2 separate regions of the Mus musculus genome follow, and region 2 is linked to region 1. Evidence: chromatin contacts called from public Hi-C data. All regions are on one chromosome and are shown on one strand. The core of a region is the stretch at or near the end of the contact, and the rest is flanking DNA. Distances in the headings are between cores, read along the strand shown.

Region 1 (6,978 bases), core at 3,262-5,761:
TCCGTTCATCACTGAACCCTCAAGTGAGATGAGAGTTGTCAGGTGAGAGCCGGTGTATTCCAAGAAACAGCACGGAGAAATGTTGGCCAGTGGCCATGCCCACTGCCGGCTCCACCCCAACCCATCCAGGGTATCTTTCTCCTGAGTCCAAAGGCCCAGGGGATGGGTTCCTAATTCCGGACAAGCCACAACCAGAAGACAAGGAACTTGGGAGCAGTGGCTGGAGCCCAGATTCGAGGCAGCATTAATCCCATTACATGAACATTAGAAGAAAAAAAAACAAAACAAAACAAAAACAGGCGCTCACATAGCTCCACCCTTTCCATCGATCTCTGTCAACCACCCACCCATCCTCAGGTTCCTAGAAATCTGTGGAGTTCCCTGTAAATAGCAGAAAATCGATCGAGTGTGACTAACACAGAAGCTCCGGCCAGCGGCACAGGGACCCTCCAGGGAGAAGGTTTTCTCTGCCATCCACAGTTGGCAGTAAGGGAAAGTGAATCTCAGCCTGTCTCCTTTCTCTGGCTGGTTCGATCCTCTGTGAAATGATGATAGAAGAGTTGTCCTAGGGCTGTGGTTGATGTGTTTATGTCCCATGTGTAGATCACATTCAGTCTCATCCCCACGATGGGTGTTAAGTGAGACCTGCACCTGGTGTATTTGTTACAGTAGCATCTCTGTGAGTGTTAGGTGGGACCTGCACCTGGTGTATTTGTTACAGTAGCATCCCTGTGAGTGTTAGGTGGGACCTGCACCTGGTGTATTTGTTACAGTAGCATCTCTGTGAGTGTTAGGTGGGACCTGCACCTGGTGTATTTGTTACAGTAGCATCTCTGTGAGTGTTAGGTGGGACCTGCACCTGGTGTATTTGTTACAGTAGCATCTCTGTGTTAGGTGGGACCTGTACCTGGTATATTTGTTACAGTAGCATCTCTGTGAGTGTTAGGTGGGACCTGCACCTGGTGTATTTGTTACAGTAGCATCTCTGTGAGTGTTAGGTGGGACCTGCACCTGGTGTATTTGTTACAGTAACATCTCTGTGTTAGGTGGGACCTGCACCTGGTATATTTGTTACAGTAGCATCTCTGTGATCACAGTGCCTGATTGAAGCAAACTAAGACTGAAGAAGATTGATTCCGGCTCACAGTCTGAGGAACCAGTCCATCAAAGCAGGAAGGAGAGGTGAGACCATTACAAAGGCCTGTACGGTGGGGTTATTCTAATCATAATGGGCCAGGAAGTAGAGACTGTGTGACAGGCACCAGAAGCAGTAACACTCAAGAGTGAGTCCACCCTAGACAACTCCCTCTCCCCCCTCACCCTCTCCAAACATCTGGGAGTCAGAAGCTCACACTCACAAGGGGCACACTATGTTTGAAATCTAACACATGCTGCTGTTCTGAAGGAGGATTTCGCAATTTGTGTTTTTATTCATCTATTTTATGGTGCTGGGGATGAAAACCAGGGACTCAAGGCTGTGAGGCAAGTGTTCTTTCTACAACTGAGCTGCCTGGAAAAGCCCGTCCCTGGATTCTTCCAGATTGGGGTCACAAAGTCCGATAGTCTGGGTATATTAGAGAGATATCATTCGTCTCATTGCTATGATGAAATGCTCAACAAAAGCACCTTAAGAACGGTGTTCATTCTGGCTCACAGTTTGATGGTACCATCCATCATGGTGGGGAGTTACAGTGCCAAGAGCATGGGACAGCCTGTCACATTGCATCTACAGTCGTCAAGAGAAGAGAAGTAAGGCTGGAACTTACCTCAGTTTTCCCAAAGACAGATGCTAACTAGAGAGAGGTTATCAGGACATTTACTTATGTCATCTACCTTCCTTTTTAAGATCATCTGGGCAGTCGTGGCACATGCCTTTAGTCCCAGCACTCAGGAGGCAGGGACAGGTGAATCTCTGAGTTCGAGGCCAGCCTGGTCTACAGAGCGAGATCTAGGATAGCCAGGGACACACAGAGAACTGTGTCTTGAGAAACCAAAATATGGAAAAAAAATTACTAATATTCTCTGTGTCTGCTTCTCAAGCTTATGTGAGGGGTGTGCAATGGTTAATCTTTGGTTGTCAACTGGACAGAATTGAGAATCAGTTTGGAGACAGAGTGGTTCATCTCTGAGGTGCTGTCCGGGGAATATTAACTGAAGAAGGAGACCCACCCTATATGTACTCCATGGGCTTCATAGAAAGGAGGAGTGGAGCTGGGCTGAGCACCAGTGTGGTGGACTGAATATGCTTGGTCCAGGAGCCTCACTATTAGGTGTGGCCCTGTTGGAGTAGGTGTGGCTTTGTTGGAATATGTATGTCACTGTGCGGGTGGGCTTTAAGACCCTCCTCCTAGCTTCCTGGAAGTCAGTCTTTTCCTAGCAGCCTTCAGTTGAAGATGTAGAACTCTCAGCTCCTCCTACACCATGCCTGCCTGGATGCGGTCATGATGATAATGGACTGAACCTTAGAACCTGTAAGCCAGCCCCACTTAAATGTTGTCCTTAGAAGAGTTGTCTTGGTCATGGTGTCTGTTCACAGCAGTAAAATGCTAATGAATACAACTAGTATCCACTGCTCTGTGCTTCTTGGCTAGAAAGCAGGGTGACTCCACGCCATGGGTGGGTGACACTCTGGAACTGAATCAAAATAACCCCTCCCTTCTTAAAGTCCCTTGTCAGGGATTTGCTCACAGCTAATGCTCACACATCTGTGGCAGCCAAAAGTACAAGGAAAAGGCTGAGCCATCGAAAGAAGGTGCAGCTGGCATGGCTCATCTTGGGACTGATGGATTGTGGGACCAGTTGAGTACAGAGGATGTGGGGAAGGCTTGACCAGACTGACCATAAAATCCCCTGTATAGGTGACATTTGTTATAGAACAAACTGTTTGAAGAGATCTGTTTACACCTTGAAAGAATCGAGGGAAATGGCATGAGATTTATAACAGGGTCACTATTTGAAAAGAAACCAGTGACCTTTAAAAAAAAATGTTATGTGCATGAGTGTTTTGCTCACAGATGTCTGTGCACCACATGTGTGCCTGGTGCCCGTGAAGGTCAAAAGAGAGCAGCAGGTCATCCTATAGTCATGGGGCGGGTCCTGAATGGGGGTCAGGGAGTAGCCAGAAGATGAGAGGATAAAGTCAGGAAAGTCTCAGACCAAGAAGTCTCACACAAGCTGATGGCTCCTGCAAGCAAGTTTATTAACAAGTACAGCGCCTTATACAGTATTTCCAGGGGAGAAATGGGACAGAGTCATCAGAAACTATCAAACGCTAGGATGAAGTCAGCAGGAAGCTAATCCAGCAGCATCGCACAACGGGGACCAGGTATCTCAAGAACATTATAGACCCACATAGTGGACAAGCTGATCTCTCAGGATCAGGAGCCACAACTCCCTCCAGTCTCTGGCCCTAGGCCATAACCAACTCTGCCAAGTATATTCCTGGTTCTTTCTCGGTACACCAGGGCCTTGGGGAAAGCCTTGCATTCGCCCAACCCTCCACAGGATTCATCAAAACTAGAGTTAAGGACAGTTGTGACCCACCATGTGCATGTCTGGAATTGGCCCTGGGTCCTTGGCAAGAGTGAGGAGTACTCTTAGGCACTGAGCCATCCCTCTAGCTCACAGAAAATAGTGGTTTGAATTCCAGCTGGCTGGGAAGCTGGTGGTCCCTGTGGTGAGAGTGGGAAGGGACCAGAGAGCTCACTCCCCTTGTTCTCCATCACTACTTCAGTTCCTGCCTCCCCTCTAGTGGTCATTCACAAGGGTTGAGGAGAGAGGAGCCATTGGGTCAGACCTCTCCCTAGTCTGAGAATTTGGGGCTGGAAGGGAGTTGCTGGCGGGCAGGCATTGCATTCCAGATTCAGTCTGTACTCCACTCCCATCCCAGAATGGAGTCTTATCTCTCCACCAACAAGCCTTTCTCCCCACTCAGCCTTGGGACCTGGCTCACTTAACAGGAAACAGAATGTGTACTGAGAGAGGAAAGCCATAGCTTGGTTCCCCAAAGCTAGGATTCCCACACCGTTGCAGCCAGCACACAGTATGGGTAGGATTCCCACACCGCTGCAGCCAGCACACGGTTTGGTATGACTGACTCATCAAAACAGGATTGCTGCCTTCTGCTGAGTCCCCAGAGCCTAACAAGCACTCAACCCAAACCAACGGACAGTGTCTGTATGGCTGCCGGTGTCTTCTTCCTTATCCATAAAGAGAAGGCATCTAAGTGGGGTGACTTAGGTTGTATGCTGATGTGTTGCTGTTTCTGACCACGTCTCACCATACCTGGAAACCCATCCCTAGTAAATCCCCCCAGGAAGGCATTGGTACCTGACCAGAGCCTTGTGCTGTAAACATCTGCTACTGACCAAGAGCCATCGGATACTATGGGCCAAGCACTTAGGCCTCCAGTCCCTGTTTCCTGCCTCCCTGCTCCACAGCCCAACATTTGGAATCAAACCAGAAACTCGCTCTGCTCCGTTATTCAGATGCTTGCTGTAAGAAGCCAAGCATCTGTGCGGTGGAAACCAGGACACAGAGAAGCCTTGGGTCTGTCTCTCCCAGCACATCTGGGCTGCAGAGCTTCAGGGCGTCAGGGATCCTCCCGCCTGTGTGAGGACCATCCGCGGCCAGCACAGACCCGATGCCCACTTTGGAGCAGAAGGATGAGCACAGGAAGTCTGTGGTCGAGGCCGTGCCTGCCAAGCCTTTAACAGAATCCTGGTCTGGAAGAGATGAGAAACAATAGGGCTGGGGCGGGGCTGGGGAGAGGCTGGGGCGGGGCATCTGGCTCTTCTATTCCCTAGGTGCAGTAAATCAGCTAGCCAGGAAAGAAGGCCCAGGGAGGCAGAAGCCATTAATGAAAACCTCCTCTACTCTCCTTTGGGGCTTCTAACAGCTTCAGGAAAAACCATAGCTCCTCCATTACCTACATGATCTGGGCCTTGGTTTCCACACCTGTAGAAGCAGGAGGACCCTCGCCCTCTCCACGTGTCACGCAAAGGGGAAGTCTTTGGAACTGGGGTGTTTTGAGATTTCAACCATAGGTGACCGAGGCTTATTCAGTGATGGCAAAATGTGGGCAGCAGCGTTTCCAAGCTGAGCTCCTCTAGGGATTCTGGGGGTGCGGGGCAAGTTAGACACACACATCCCTGCCCTGATGGAGTTCTCCTCCCAACAGGGGACAGACAGGAGACTACTAAAGGCATGGCTAAGTAAAGGTGGCCATGCGTACAGAAAAATTGAGATCTCACCTGTGACCTGAATGGAATGGCAGCCTCAGAGGAAATGGTGGCGCCTCTAGGCTGAGGGGTGACTTGCTTGCTTGGTTTGGGCTGGAGTGTTTGAAGTGAGATGTCATTCTGTAGCCCTGGCTACCTTCCAATTCCCAACTCTCACTGCTTCAATATTTTGATCCCAGGATCCCAGGTGAGCAGCCATGCCCAGTGAGAGGGTGACTTTGGGGGGGGGGTGCATAGAACCTAGGTAAAGCAGCACCAGATGCAGAGATGGGGAGGGGTTTCCCTGCTGTCTGCAAAGCCCCACATCTGCTCTCTTCAGGGACACAGAGGAAAGGTCACTCCTGGAGACACCACGGATCGATTTGCTTCTAAAAGATCTTTTAATTTTTTTTCAAAAGGCATCTTCCTCTCAGACAGACAGATTGAGAGTTTGCCACAGCCCCTGTCATGACTTTGCAGGTCCAGAGACACCCCCTAGACCCACATCCAGGCCAATAGCGAAGACGTAGGAGTATCTTGCCTCTGCCCTAAAATGGGTTTTGCTAAGACCTGCCTCTTCTTCAGCCAGGATTCTGCTCGACCCTGGTGGGGCACATGGTCACCAAAGCTGGTACTCGAGGCTCAGGGGTGAAGAGGGCAGCTTGGTGAGCCCCAGGTATCTAAGCTGATATTTTAAACTGACTCTCAGGAGGGTGTGGACATCCCTCTTGTTGCAGGATATTCTGTGAGGTGGGTGGGGATGTCCCCAAAGCACTACTATCCTGCTCAGTTTTGTGATCTGTGAAATGGGTCAGTGGATACTGAGAAGGGGTGAGCTTGAAGTAGTGTCTGTTCCAAACCCCCAAACCCAAAGGCTGAGAGGAACAGATGGGCAAGCCCTGTAAATGCCATGTCCTCCCCTTCACGGACAGCACAGTCCCTGGACTCATGATCACGTGACTTGAAAGTTTACAGGAGTTGGCAGTGGGAAATGGGGGTGGAGCACAGAGATTGATTAACTTCTTGGGAAAGCAAGAACTTTCTAACAGACAGACAGACAGACAGACAGATGACAGGGTTTGGCTCTCAGCTCTCACTACCCTCACCTTTCTGGATCTCTCTACCTCTTTGTCCATCTACAGACATGGTGCTGGGTCTTACCACAGAGGCTTCTGTAAGGACTCAACGAGATCATGAGACAGAAGTGCTGCCTCTCAACCCAGCTAGGAACTCTCTAGACCTGCGTGTCTTCCTCTCCTGCCAGCTCTGTGTCCCCACCTGCCCAGTGACCAGGCATCTAGGTGGCATGCCTAGGGTTGCCCCCATCCTCTGGAGGAGACACTTCTGGGTGTCCAAGGCTAACCCCCTACAAACACTTGGAATAAATCTTACAGCCACGGCCACCACAGCAGCATTAGCACGGCCACCACAGCAGCATTAGCACGGGCTAATGTATGTATTATTTACAGAGTTTCCTGATGTACTCAGAGAACTCCCCTGAGAAGTATAATTGTGCACAGGGAGGTACGTTTGAATAATATTTACAATTAATTTCCATCAGCAGACTAACACGGCAGGACCTCTGTGCCGCACAGATGGGCCCGGGGTTGCCTTCCCACTAACCGCTCCCCTGAGAAAGCTCAGAGCTCTCTCCAGCTCTCTGGGGCTACCCGCTCAATGCTGGAGCCTCCTGGCTCCCTCTCCCCAGCAGAGATGCAGAGGGATCCAACATGCAGGCCTGAGCAGATTAGTCTGCACC
Region 2 (6,978 bases), core at 2,216-4,715, 140 kb before region 1:
ACACACACATATATATGTAGCTTTTTGCAATAAGAAAAACTCCTGTGCTATGACTTCCCTTTCATCCTGGGTGGAAATCTACAGAAGAAGATCTCTCTAGGATACAACAACCTTACAGACTGGTAGCAAGGTCAGCACCAACCAGTTCCAGCACCAACCAGCTCCAGATTCCTCTTGTCACTAGTCTGCTGGCCTGAGGCCAAGGCTGTGCCAGGCGATCCTAAGGCTGTGGCTTCTGGAGGCTCTCACATCCGGGCCACCAAAGACAATGTTTTACAGGAATACGGGGTAAAGTCTACGGGGTTCTAGCTGGAGGCCAGCACGAATACATGCCTGAGATCTAAGCCAAGGCAGAGCCACAGTTTCCCTCCTCCCTGTGCCCTCTACGCTCTTCCCTGCCTCCCTCAGCCAGCCCCTCTCCGTCTGGCAGTACTGTTCTCTCAGGCACTGTGTGCTGTGTTTGCCTGGGTTCTTCCCCTGAGTGTCTCATGTTCCCTCTACCACACAACATAGCTGGGAGCTGAGAGCCAGGCATAGCTCACATACCCCATGCCTGGCTACACAGCTTGCCCAGACCACAGTGAGCCTTTAGTGACCTCCTCCTCTGTGTTTGGTGACGTGTAGCTTCCGACCTTCTACAGATAGGCGCTGCTTAACCTCCATCCTGCTCCTCTCGTGGCTGTGGAATATGGCACCAAGCCACTCACTTGCAAACCCAGCCCCTGCTCCTGGACATTAAGTAGTTGTTAGAATCTTGGCCTTGTATGTAAAGGTATCAATTAATTTTCCAATTCATCCTGTCTAGGTCAGATGGAAGGCATGCCACAAAGGTGTGGCAGTGGCATACGTGTTCCTCCGAAGCGTCATCCTGTCTCCTTTCCTCCACGGTACAGCTGTTGACAATTGGAACTTGCTTTGTGCCTGCCCTGAGTGCTCCTGCCCCAATATACTGGTTAGTTTTCTGTCAACTTGACTCAGGCTGGGGTCACCAGAGAGGAGGAAGCCTCAACTGAGAAAATGTCTCCATATGATCAAGCTGTACTACACCTGTAGTATATTTTCTTTTCTTCTTTAAAAAAAATTATTTATTTATTTATTTATTTATTTTCTATGATTACATATAGATAAAACATGAAAATCCACCAGAAGAGGGCTTCAGATCCCATGGCAGATGGTTGTGAACCACCATGTAGGTGCTGGGAATTGATTTCAGGACCTCTGGAAGAGCAGTCAGTGCTTTTAACCACTGAGCCATCTCACCAGCCCTAGAGTATTTTCCCAATTAGTAATTGACGGGGGAGGGCCCAGCCCACTGTGGGTGGAGCCATCCCTGGGCTGGTGGTCCTGGGTTCTATAAGAAAGCAGGCTGTGGCAAGCCATTGGGAGCAAGCCAGTAAGCAGCACCCTCCATGGCCTCTGCATCAGCTCCTGCCTCCAAGTCCCTGCCCTGCTTGAGTTCCTGCCCTGACTGCCTTCAGTGATAAACAGTGCTGTGGAAGTGGAAGTGAAATAAACCCTTTCCTCCCCAAGTTGCTCTGGTCACGGTGTTTCATCGCAGCAACAGTGACCTCGGCCAAGACACACCTTTCTTCTAACCCTTCCATGTTGACTTCTAACTCCCACTAACGCATCATCTTGCCCACCTGACCACAGCCTTCTATGGGCTCATTCACCTCTGGGTCTTTAGTGCCTGGCACATCAGAGTCCTAGTGATGTTCAGGAGGAGGGATGGAGAGGGAGGGGCTAAAGCTGAGAGTTTGCCTCTTACACTGGCCACCCACGTTAACAGAACCTAGGGTAGCTTTGGGTCACTGATGACTGAACAATATTGGCGCTATTAATTAGCCTGAACTCTACAAATTAAAATACACACACACACACACACACACACACACACACAGAGGATTTGGCCACAAGAAGCAACTCTCCCTGAAACTCTACTGGTCCCAAATAAATACAAAGAAGAACAAAAAGCCTCATTAATCTTTTAAAGAGATCATCCGAGCCTGGGAAAATCCTGATTCTCAGAGAGGCTTCTGGCAGATCAGTGGCCATCAGCCTTCCACTGTTAATCCACCTGCTGTCCAGGGTGAACCCAAGCCGGCCTCACCCGCAGCCCTGCTTAACCCTCTCGCTGCTCGGGATTGTCATAACCATCCCCACCATGGAGATTCCCCCAGCAGCTCCCACTACAGTAGAGGGAGAAAATCACCCAGCCCTGCCCACAGCTGAAGCCTGAAGCTCTGGGTGCTGTCTTCTGTCCCCCCCCCCCCCCACACACACACATATTCTTGGTGATATGGGGGTGTTGAGGTCATAACTCGGAGATTCATTTGCCCTGCTGGATTAAAAACCTCCACTGTGATTGGCCCCTGAAGCTTATCCCAGCCTTGCCCAAAAGTTAGATGCCTTACAAAGACTCTCTTCACACTACGGGCTAATAGATGGCCAAGGATTTTCATTTCGAGTTTCCCTTCCCACTGCCGGGCACTCTGCAGAGCTGCAAGCACGCCAAAGCTGGTTTAGCACTTGATGTTGCTTTGTTTTCCTGGTGAGCCTGTAAGATGCAGCTGCTGTCATAGCCATGGCACCAGAGGCTGGAGCTTCCATGGGGGACCCTGCTCAAAGTCACACTGCAATGCTGAATATGTGCTCTCTCTCTCTCTCTCCCTCTCTCTCTCTCTCTCTCACACACACACACACACACACACACACACACACTCACTCACTCACACACACACTCTCACAAACACACACATACACACTCACTCTCACACATGCACACAACACACACACACACTCTCACAAACACTCACACACACTCACACACACTCATACACAGCCCAGGTTTCGGTGTGCATGTGTCCAGCCCCTCCCACACCTGCTCCAGACCCTTCTTAGCAAAGATTCTCAGAATTCCCATAACTCCGTTAAAGAAGTACAACCCTGGATAGGAAGGATCATTGGTCCTGTCCTTCCATCTCTGATTTCCTCCACAACAGAGGTCAGCAAGCCAGGATCCAGACCCACCAGGCTGTAAATAAGGCTTTATTTAAACAGGCTTAGCCACAGGCAGTACTTAAGCGTTTTGTGTGCTGCCTAAGAGGAAAAGGCAAAGACACCCACTTCATAATAAGAGCTCTCTAGAGGCTCAGATTCCCAAAAGAGAGACAATGTATCCTAAGACATTTCAAAGCCAGGAGTCAGTCTAGAATGACAGTCGTGCTGACTAAGCAGTTGAAACATCTTAAGGTGAGCCCCTCCTCCATGCCTCTGCCTGACCTAGTGCTGCCGCCCTGTCAGGACCAGAGTCCTCACACAGATCGTCTGCCCCGTGTCCCGCACGCTGCCTGCTGGTCCGGAAGTTCTCCAGGACTGGGAAATTTAAGGGCTTATGGGAAAGTTAGGAAGTAAGACAGGCTGTTAGGTAAAACAAAGAACTCAGCCCACACAGGGAATCCCAGCTTGGGAGGCTCAGCAGGAGGATTACCTTGAGTTTGAAGCTAGGCAGGGCTGCACAGCAAGACCTCATCTCTGTAAGCCAAGGAAGAAAAAGAGCTGAGGGGGGAATGGGGACAGGAAACAGAAACAGAAAAACAGACAGAAGGGCAGAAAAGGAAAGAGGGTGGAAGACAGGAGAATGAGAGGGTATGGGGTGTGATGGGGGTGGGGGAACAAGCTCAGGGGATAGCTCCTACTCCAGAATGCTGAAGAGTTTTAAGAATCATGTGGCTCCAGGGACTCTCTGATGAGGGCCATTTTAGAAGAAGCACCGGAACTTTTGACCTGGCCCTGATGGCAGAGCACCAGTCTCAAGAAAAGATCACTGGTCCCTTGCTCCTTCCCACTGGGTGGGGCTGGGTCGTTGCGGGGCAAGCTTTGGAGATCACTTGCACCCTAGCTCTGCAGCTGACTAGCTATGGAGGACCCACCCTAAAGCTGCCTTCGTGCCTCGTGCCCGTCAGCCATCCAAGACCCTGCCTTATGGATGGAGAAACTGAGGCTTCTTTGCCATGGCATGCCTCTGGCCATAGAGGGTCTCCATAGTGGGGAAGTTGCCATGGTGATGCAGTCTCTTACTCGGGTGGAGTCTGGTTTCATTACCCTTAGCATGGGGTCCACAGAGGCTGAGGCAGCCACACCCCCTTCCTCACCACAGCTCCAAGGAGAAAGATGTTAACCAAATATCCTCCATGCTGTAAGTAATTGGAAGTCATAGTGAACTGTAGCCAGGGCTGGTTACGCCTCTGACCAAACATAGTTTATTTTGAGCATCTGTGACTGTTATTAATAAATAAGAGCTCTAGAGTTCATTGCTAAACCGAGACCCACTCCTTTACCACACTAGGTTCAGGCACGACAAACAAAATCACGCCACGCAGACACCCACCCTAACCTGAAGGAGTCGACCTACTTGAACCCAGCCCAAAATCTTTTGTTAATGTCTCCCAGCTCCATCATGCGTTTCTGCCTGCATTGGATACTGGAGCTGGTGGAGATGAGCTCTAGAGAAGGAATGGAGGGAGTACCATCCCCCTCGCCAGCTGCTGAGTGCCTTCAGTGAGTGGGGGGGGGGGGGTCCTAGAATGAAAATTGAAAACAGCAGAGGTCCCTCTGGGCAGGACATTCCACTCCTTTAATGCATCTTTCCCAAGCCCACATGGTTTCTCATCAGCCACAGCCCTGCACATCACAGGCTCATAAATGCTGTTTCCCTTGCCAATGATTGGCTGAGAGTGAGCATGTGACTCACTATAGCCAATGATTGGCTGAGAGTGTGCATGTGACCCAGTATAGCCAATGATTGGCTGAGATTGAGCATGTGACTCAGTATAATGCGGAAGACACCTAGGCTCTTTCGAAAGACTAAGTCCATTAGCGAGGCCACCCAAAAGCCCACACACTCGGCTGGAGCTAAGGCCAGGTGGTTAATAGCACATCCCGCTCTTGCAGAAGACAAAGTTCACTTCCCAGCTTCCACATCAGGAGGCTCATGGTTGCCTGTGACTCCAGCTTCAGAATACACACACACACACCTTAAAACATCTTAAGAAGGAAGGACACCCCCCCCAACTATACTCTGGGAGCTTGGAGTGGATAGAACCCCGCAGAGGGGAGTCATACTGCCAGAAGATTCCAGTGGATAAACAGGCAGAGTGCAGCCAGGTGGGGATGGCGCTCATTTGTTCTGCCCAGTCTACACCCAAACGCTGCTCTAGTACAGACTTCCTTCCTGGGTCACTCGGCTTCCTTCACTTGACCCCACAGCATCACAATCACAACTCTGTCTCTGTAGAACAGTGAGGGCACAGAGCAGCAGGCACGCTGCCCAGGGTGACACAATGGGATCTTCTACCATTGCCCCAGAATCCTCTGCCTTCACCTCCCTCCACCAGAACTGACACATAGCCGAGCCCTAAGAATGGACATTCTGACAGTTACAGCCATTGAGTAGCCAAGGTGGCCTGTGCTGAATGCTGAGGGAATGGAGACCCAATCCCCAAAGAAGGAAGGGAAGACAGCAATGACAGAGTATGATTGACAGGTAGGAGAGATCACAGGGGCTGGTCAAGGCTTTGCCAGCCACCGTGCCTGGGGCAGTGATACTGTAAAAAACATGCCTGACATTGAGACGGCATGGTCTCTTCCTGCTGTGGGTGGACCATATCCAGTCACCTGTCAATCCCTTTGCTAGGGAAATAGGAGTAGTTGTCAAACATTCAATGTGTCCTTGCAAGGTGCTCCGGGGAGGACTCCAGGTGGTCCTAACGATGATAACAGAACAGCATAGAATCACACTGCACAGTGCTGGCCCAAGTCACCATCAGCTGTGTGGCCTCAGCCATTCCCTGTCCTCTGAAGGCTGTTCACATGTCCTTCTGTGAAATCATGGGAAATTCCTTGACTCTATGATGAAGATGTCAGGAAAGAAGATGGAGCCCTCTGCCCCCAGCTACAACCATGACTGTGCTTTCTCGTTCCATGGCTCCGGGGGGGGGGGTTGTCTCTCTAAAATCTTCTTTGAAGAGGTTCCTGATACTAAAAAGGGGGACATGGAGGAAAGGGTGAAGGGGATGAGGAGGAAGAGGAGGAGGGTGAGAAAGAAGACAGAATAGGAAGAAGAGGCGACATGGAGAAGGGAGTGGGGGGCGAAAAAGAGGAGGAGGAAGGGAGAGAGGGGAATGTGGAAATGGGAAGGGTGCCCACCGCCCACGGGGCAGGGTGAGAGGAAGCAATAGAAGAATAAGAAGGGGAGGAAAGGGATGGGGGGGTGGCAGGGAGAAGAGAGACAACTCGAGAGGAGGGAAGAGGGGAAGAGAGAAAAGGGAAAAGTTAGAAGAGGTAGAGGCAGGGTAAACAACACCAGCTCAGAAGCCCCTGGTAGAAGATTTTCTGTTACTCGGTGGCTGTACTGGCTGGTTTTGTGTGTCAACCTGACACAGGCTGGAGCTATCACAGAGAAAGGAGCTTCAGTTGGGAAACAGCCTCCGTGAGATTCAGCTGTAGGGCATTTTCTCAATTAGTGATCAAAGGGGGAGGGTCCCTTGTGGGTGGAGTCATTCCTAGGCTGGTATTCTTGGGTTCTATAAGAAAGCAAGCTGAGCAAGCCAGGAGAAGCAAGCCAGTAAGAAACATCCCTCCATGGCCTCTGCATCAGCTCCTGCTTCTTGACCTGCTTGAGTTCTTGTCCTGACTTCCTTTGGTAATGAACAGCAATATGGAAAGTGTAAGCTGAATAAACCCTTTCCTCCCCAACTTGCTTCTTGGTCATAGTGTTTTGTGTAGGAATAGGAACCCTGACTAAGACAGTGGCTAAGGGCACCATCTTAGAAGTCTCCCCAGGCCTGGATCCTCTGCTGCCAGACAAGAATGTAGCCTTTGCTCTGACCCTGGCCAGGAGGGGGCGCTGGAACTCCTTTCATTTTGACAGTCCAGGAGGGTATTTAATTTGCACTTTCCTAACGCTGGGGAATGTGA

What was found. Hi-C and Micro-C count contacts between places; a contact is called where the count stands out from the background.
Region 2: a contact with region 1 is called in a Hi-C map of the N1E-115 cell line, with 4 times the contacts expected there. The contact joins two enhancer-like sites. A contact is called at or near these places in 3 of 39 promoter capture datasets (3T3-L1-derived adipocytes, HPC-7-derived erythroid cells and hippocampal neurons), 4 of 484 Hi-C or Micro-C datasets (8-cell embryo, the N1E-115 cell line, adipose-derived mesenchymal stem cells and 1 more) and 2 of 115 datasets of contacts at active chromatin or transcription factors (cardiomyocytes and embryonic midbrain).

The regions. Positions count from the first base shown.
Region 1 is chr5:113,603,595-113,610,572 of GRCm38.p6, forward strand. It overlaps Gm42002 (a long non-coding RNA gene), which reads left to right. Exons shown (of 3, transcript XR_878689.2): 1 at 1-42; 2 at 1,098-1,182; 3 at 6,362-6,978. Among named protein-coding and RNA genes, the nearest start is that of Gm42002, 3.9 kb to the left of the region's middle. Within about 2 kb of position 4,512, at least 66 of the 459 cell types and tissues checked have an H3K27ac peak or open chromatin away from gene starts, as enhancers often do. A contact at or near this core is called in the N1E-115 cell line, where this site is marked.
Region 2 is chr5:113,464,711-113,471,688 of GRCm38.p6, forward strand. Gm30812 (a long non-coding RNA gene) reads left to right here and starts at 2. Exons shown (of 3, transcript XR_389557.3): 1 at 2-952. Within about 2 kb of position 3,466, at least 30 of the 459 cell types and tissues checked have an H3K27ac peak or open chromatin away from gene starts, as enhancers often do. A contact at or near this core is called in the N1E-115 cell line, where this site is marked.